2 separate regions of the Rattus norvegicus genome follow, and region 1 is linked to region 2. The links are chromatin contacts, called in public Hi-C maps. All regions are on one chromosome and are shown on one strand. The core of a region is the stretch at or near the end of the contact, and the rest is flanking DNA. Distances in the headings are between cores, read along the strand shown.

The links. A called contact is a pair of places that touch in the nucleus more often than the background predicts.
Region 1: a Hi-C map of liver shows a contact between it and region 2, with 3 times the contacts expected there. The contact joins the promoter of Fetub here to the enhancer-like site in region 2. A contact is called at or near these places in 4 of 12 Hi-C or Micro-C datasets (hepatocytes, kidney and liver).

The regions. Positions count from the first base shown.
Region 1 is chr11:91,593,513-91,596,692 of GRCr8, forward strand. Fetub (fetuin B) reads right to left here and starts at 1,460. Exons shown (of 7, transcript NM_053348.2): 1 at 1,085-1,460; 2 at 643-753. The coding sequence starts at 1,318.
Region 2 is chr11:91,511,922-91,515,216 of GRCr8, forward strand. All of the region lies in intron 1 of LOC108352357 (a long non-coding RNA gene), which reads right to left. Among named protein-coding and RNA genes, the nearest start is that of Kng2l1, 30 kb to the left of the region's middle. Within about 2 kb of position 1,645, at least 1 of the 93 cell types and tissues checked has an H3K27ac peak or open chromatin away from gene starts, as enhancers often do. A contact at or near this core is called in liver, where this site is marked.

The sequences.
Region 1 (3,180 bases), core at 210-2,709, 81 kb after region 2:
GGGTGGGGAGTGGGGTGGGTCTTAAGACACCTTCTGGTCTCTGTGGGCGCTACATGATTGTGGTGCACACACATACATGAAGCAAGGCATCCGTACATAAAGAAAAATAAAATATATTTTTAAAGGAGAAAGGATGAGTTCTGAGGCCATTTAGTTTTATTCCCAGGAAGCCCCTGACAGTACCCACACTGGAAGCCATTCTCTTTCCTAGCTGAAAACTTCACGTGGATATTCATTCAAATAAAGCTAAGCAAAAGAACACAAGCTATCCTCCAATATTGCTGCTGTCCACCAACCTTCTTCAAACACCAGAATCTCTCTGTCTGTCTCTGTCTCTGTCTCTGTCTGTCTCTCTCTCTCTCTCTCTCTCTCTCTCTCTCTCTCTCTCTCTCTCTCTCTCTCTCTCTGATAATGTAAACATTGTCTTAGCTGCCAAAGAACCTTAGGATAGAAAATAATTTGGGAGGACCTTTTCAAGTCTAGTCAGCAAGACCCCAATCCTAGGAACCCTCCCTACCCTGACTAAACTTGGTTCTGTCTCCAGTGTTAGAGTTGGCACGCTGGCCTGTTGCCTTGGAGACAATAAAGAGGAACCTGAAGAGTGGGCAGGCACTGAGCAGGCCCCTGGGAACAGGCACTTACAGTCTCATAGAAAATCCTCGGTCCGCAGTCCTTCAGTGCCTTCCTGCTGAGCACGTGGCAGCCAGTCTCTAAGACGTCCAGCATGAGGTAGAACAGAGAGCCCATGTCTTCCTATGATGGGGTTGGAGAAACACCACATCCCACATGAAACACTTCCAGGACAACTAGACCAATAGCATCGTCCTGGGAGAGCCTAAGCTCATGTGTATGCTACATGCTCTTCTAGACTCCTGAAACCTGGACGTGGTGACAGAGTAGGCTCACTCTTGTCATCACTCCTGTGGACAGCAAGAATGACATAGCACACCTGCTGCTGATGGCAGAGTATTGTGTTCCCAGACCGGAAAGTACCTGTTGACCTGTTGACAAGTAGTCCTAAGTTGCCACCCCCGGGCTAGTCCCTGTAGCCTGTCCAAATGCTGCCCCAAAGTCTGTCACTTGCCTGACGGTGAACCCGAGCATCGTGTACTCTGTTGAGGGTCAACATGTAGCCATCCTTTTGGACTCTGTTGATGTTCTGCAGGGCAAAACCTGCAACTGCCAGCACTTCAGAGTCGTTACAGCCCAGGGGACGCAGAGGTGCGAAGGGGGCGTTTGGCAGGGGTGGAGCTGGGGGAGAGCGGGCCACACAGCATGCAGCCAGGGTGCAGAGCACCAGAAGCCGTAGCACACCCATTCTGTGGAGAACAAGATCCAGGACGTGTCAGGGTCGAGCTGACAGGACGGGCCCTACTGTGGGGCCTCAAGATTGGCTTGAGCCGTTTTATAATTGCAATCAGAGAGCTGCATACGACTTGAAGTACCAGGTCCTGAGGCCGCCTTTATCCAAACACAGCATTTTCCTGAGTCAATATTTTAGATGGGATTTGTCAGTGTTCTAACCTTGGACCCGGAGCATGCCATTCGTGTAAATAAATTGAAGTTTCCTAACTCCTTCCTAGGAATTATAGCAAATGTTTGATCAAGACTTGGGAAACCTGGCTTCTGTCCTGTCCAGAGGAAAGCCAATCCCCACTCAAAAATGTCCCTTTCTAGTTCCTGTATCAGACAGGAAAATGTGCTTCACCTCAAAATTGTATTTAAGGCGGGGAAAGCTAATGAGACCCCAAAACTTCTCCCAATACACTCTAGTCTATTCTTCCTTTTGTGCATCTAAAAGTAAATGCATCAACAGACAGAAACCTGATACTGTCAGGAGAAAGATAAGGATGGCCATCGAGACCCACAGTGGTCCTTGCCTCTCTGAGTTTCAATTTCGAGCCCAGGGAGGCGGGAGGTTCTGCTTGTTAGGAGTATAGGAGAAGCAATTTATTTTTTGTTTTGACTGAATTTGTTCAGTAGCTGCATATGGCCTTGAACGCGAAATCCTCTTGCAGCTACTGGGACTACAGGTACATATCACCATATTCTGGCTACAAAACCAAGTATCTTCCAAAACTCCTTTCCTCTAGAACTGGGCTTCATACGTGTGGGACAAGTGGGATGATTACAAGGGCTACAGCACAGTGATTTTTATTTTGAGACAAGACCTCATTAAGTTTCCCAATCTGGGGCTGGAGAGAGGGCTCAGCTGTTAAGAGCACTGACTGCTCTTCCAGAGGTCCTGAGTTCAATTCCCAGCAACCACATGGTGGCTCACAACCATCTGTAATTGGATCTGATGCCCTCTTCTGGTGTGTCTGAAGACAGCTACAGTGTACTTATATATAATAAATAAGTACATTTTTTAAAAAAAAGTTTTCTATCTGGCTTGGAACTTGCAACCTTGCTTCAGTCGCTAATTCCTGGAATTATGAGTGCCCACCACCATAAACAGCACGTACACAGACACATACACACCCAGGCCCTCACTTATATCAGACAAACATTCTACTTCTACTTCTGAGCTATATCTACAAGCCAGTTTCTACTTCAAACACACACACACACACGCACATACACACATCACAGGGCCTCACTTATATCAGACATTCTACTTCTGAACTATATCCACAAGTCAGTTAGTTTCTACTTCAAACACACATACACTCACACACACACACACACACACACACACACACACACACACACACACACACGAGAGAGAGAGAGAGAGAGAGAGAGAGAGAGAGAGAGAGAGAGATTAACAATGAAAGTAAAGGTCCAAGTCAGGAAGGGAGCCTACAGTAGGCTGTCCTGGAAAGCGTTCCCTAAGGTAAGCAACACCTCCACCCCCACCCCTGCCCAGGCTCTCTGTGTCCAAATGGAAGTTCTGCTGCATCTGCAGGTACCCATCTGGTAGGCCATCAACAAAGAGGACCTTGAAGACACCAAAGCTCTGGAGTCAATACTATTTCAGACACAGTTCCCTACTAAAGAATACAAGAGTTTTTCTGAGTGGTGCTTATTTTTAATCCACAAATATATTTTCGGAATGTCTGTGTTCATAAACAAGAATGTCAGTCTGTGGGACTTTTTCATGGGAACCTGGTGAGGAAGACCAGATATTTTGCATGGAAAAAAATGTCCCTCTGGTCTAGATGAAAATCCAACATGCAG
Region 2 (3,295 bases), core at 395-2,894:
GACAGCAGCAGAAGCAATGGGACTAGAGTTACAGATGGTTCCAAGTGTCCATTTGGGTGCTAGAAACCCAACCCAGGAATTCTCAAGAGTAGCAAGTGCTCTTAACACTCAGCAATCTTACCAGCCCATTAACAAACTTGTGAGACTTGAGAATGAATATTTATGTGACCTTGTGATTGTTCCCTCGAGCCACTGATGCTCACAGGACAGGGGAGAGGCAGAGTAAGTCCTCTAAGGTTGAGTCATGATGTGGAGATCTGTGGCTACTTGTTTGCCACCAAGATGGATGCCATGCCTCAGAATCAACAGGATGAGCTTCCTCTTTGATTCCCCCCTCAGTTTCAGTGTTTGCCTGCTCTTTACATAAATCAGTTTAACCTCTTAGAACATCCCACTTCCACACTGCTGGCTGCTAGTTGTTCCTGCTGCTCTGGTGCCCCCCACTGCCTCAGTTTACCCACCTTGTGGAAACAGCACCACATGTACTTAAGAGGTTGCTGTGGAGAATCAGTGTGCCCACACACAGAAAGCGCTTAACAGAGCAGCACACAGTCGGTGCTTACACATGTCTGCCCACTCTTAGTGATGAATAATATTTGTTGAATAGCTTTGACTTGGCCTTCACTTTAGCCCCCTGTCCTGAGTATCAGGAGCTATTGTGTGAAGCTAGAGCTCACCCTGATGTGTCCCTATGGCTCTGAGAGACTGACTGCAGGGGATAGCAACTGCTACACAAGCTCACAGAGCCAGAGTAGAAATCCTGGTCTCCTAATTGGGAACCCAGTACATGTTACAACTGTGAATGAGCACAGTGCTTAAACAAACACGTGGATGATGCTGACATCCTATCTAAGAGGGGAACTCCAGCCAGGGAGAAGAAAGGCTTGCTTCTCAGGCAGATAATACCCTCTCGCCAGTGCAAGGCAAACATCAGGTACTCATGCTCAATCCAGTGTTTCTTTAAGGTGCTTATTGTTAACAGCTCCTTTGTATAATGTATCTAGTTTCCATCTCCTATATCCAGTGCCATCAATATTTCCTCATTTTAATAGAATGAAGCACCTGCGGAGGGAGGATGAGTGGCAAAGTCAAGATTTATACTGAGGGCCAATAAAGCTGAAATTACCATATTCTTCCTAAATTAGACCTTGAACTCAACCCAAATGTCTTCCTGTTGTCTCCCTGTGGTCTGATGCACAAACTTTTGTTGTTTACATGTATACCTTCTAGTGAGTTGACACATGCCTGTTTAATGATTGGCATCTTCCTGATTCATGTGTCTTTCCAGGAACACAGATATGGTGTGGGTCAATATTCTACATATTACAAAGTTTTCATCTTTCCTGAACAGGCTCTATAATATAAATAATCCCCTTGTAATTAACCACAACACCAAAACAAACAAACAAACAAACAAACAAAAAACCAGTGTCTGATGAGTGGGCAAGTATGTTGGTATATATATATACAGAATAGAATACCATAGATGTATGAACAATTATACTTTGCAATTTGCAACATGGAAGGAACTGGAAACCAGCTGGTTAGTGAGTGCATCTAGGCACGGGATATCAAAGGCTGACAGGGCTGATGTCACCTAAGCTAGGAGCAGGACAGGAGTCATCAGCAGTTGGAGGCTGGCATAGGACAGGGCTGGCCAAGGATTACTGAATGACAGATAGACTGGAATGGACACAGAGGACAATGCTGTATTGTTCACAGAGAATGGCTAAAAGGACTTTGAATTTTGTCACCATGAACAGCTGATGACTGTCTGAGGTGACAGGTGATTCTGATTTAAACAAATACCTGGGAGCAAAGTCATTAGGTGTACCCCACGCTAGATACAAATTTCATACTTGGTCTATCAGTTTTCCTGTCTCATTTATATTTTATAGCACCCTGAGGGTTGCATGGGTCAGGCTGGGGCTTTTATATAAAGAGCATACTCATGGTTTCCTCAGCGTTCTTGAAGTCGCAGTCCTGTCAGGTGAGGCCTCTCTGAACAGGGCAGTTGCCCTCCTTGATTTGATACTTGAAGGAATAAAATGTTTCAGAGCCATCCTGAGGAAAGCAAAGGTGACACCTGGAGTCACTCAGGGAACCCAGTAGCAAGTTTGTGGACCCTGACATCACAAACACCATTCCTGATCAGACTCAAGGAGAGCCGTGTTCGTTAAAATGTGTTTATTTTTATATAAATATTTCCTGGAGGAATGTTTATCATGGTTTCTAAGTGCACAGCCAAAGTTGTCAAATCAGTGACCAACCCCTCTTTCCTGTCCCAGCCTGAGGACCCTGTAAGATCTTAAGATGGCAGCATTTGTTAAAATGGCGGTATCTGTCAAAATGGCGGCACCTCAGATTGGAGCTGTCACAAGAAGCTGTTCAAGGTGGTGCATCTCCTTTCTCACACCAGCTGAGCTGTCCTGCAGAAACTTGTATAGTAGTTGCACCCTCCGCAGCTCCACAGATACAGAGCCTCAGCCAAAACTGCCTGTGACTAGGAAGGTCTTCCCATGGGCCCAATGCAGGAAGAAGGAGGTGGGGGAAAAAGCAACCAATCCAGGAGAAGGAAAAACCCACTAGTTTAAAATCCCCAAGCTTCCCACAAAAATCCCACCAATCCTGTAATCCTTAAACAGGAAAATCCACCAATCTCTGAGCTCCCTAAATTCATGATTTGAAATCCTCCAATCCTCAATCTGGAAATCTCTGCCTTGAAAAGCTGTGCCTCCTAAGAAATCCCACATAAGGCCTGTCCTTTGTCCAATTCCCTGGATTCTTAGTTCCTTTCACTGGATGTCTCAATACATCTGTCTCATGAGATTTGCTGCCTGGTGTGTAAACAATTAAGCTTTACCACTTGCAACATGGGAGGAACTGGAAAAAAGCCAGTTACTGGAGGATCTATGCACAAGACACTGATGCTGACAGTGGGTGTTGTCACAGAAGCTAGCAGCAGAGCTGTAGTGACTATCAGAAGACACCAAGAAGCAATGAAGAGAAGGGAAAAATGAAATGGATGAGGGTCTGAGGCTCCTCAACTCCTCAGCTCAGTTAAGGATACCCCCACCCCCAGGGGAGTTGCAGCATCACTGCTGAAGAGGATTTGTCTGTGAGCTTTGTGGTTCCTGTACTCCCTTGTCTCAGTTTTCCTTTTGATTGTGACACCGTCCCTCCTTATAACTGTCTGATTCCTGAGTTCCCTACCTCAGGTTTCCCTTCCACTCAGAGATGTGTGGTTCCTAGGTTTCTGAGTCCCAGGATACCTTCCCATCCGAGCAGAAACACA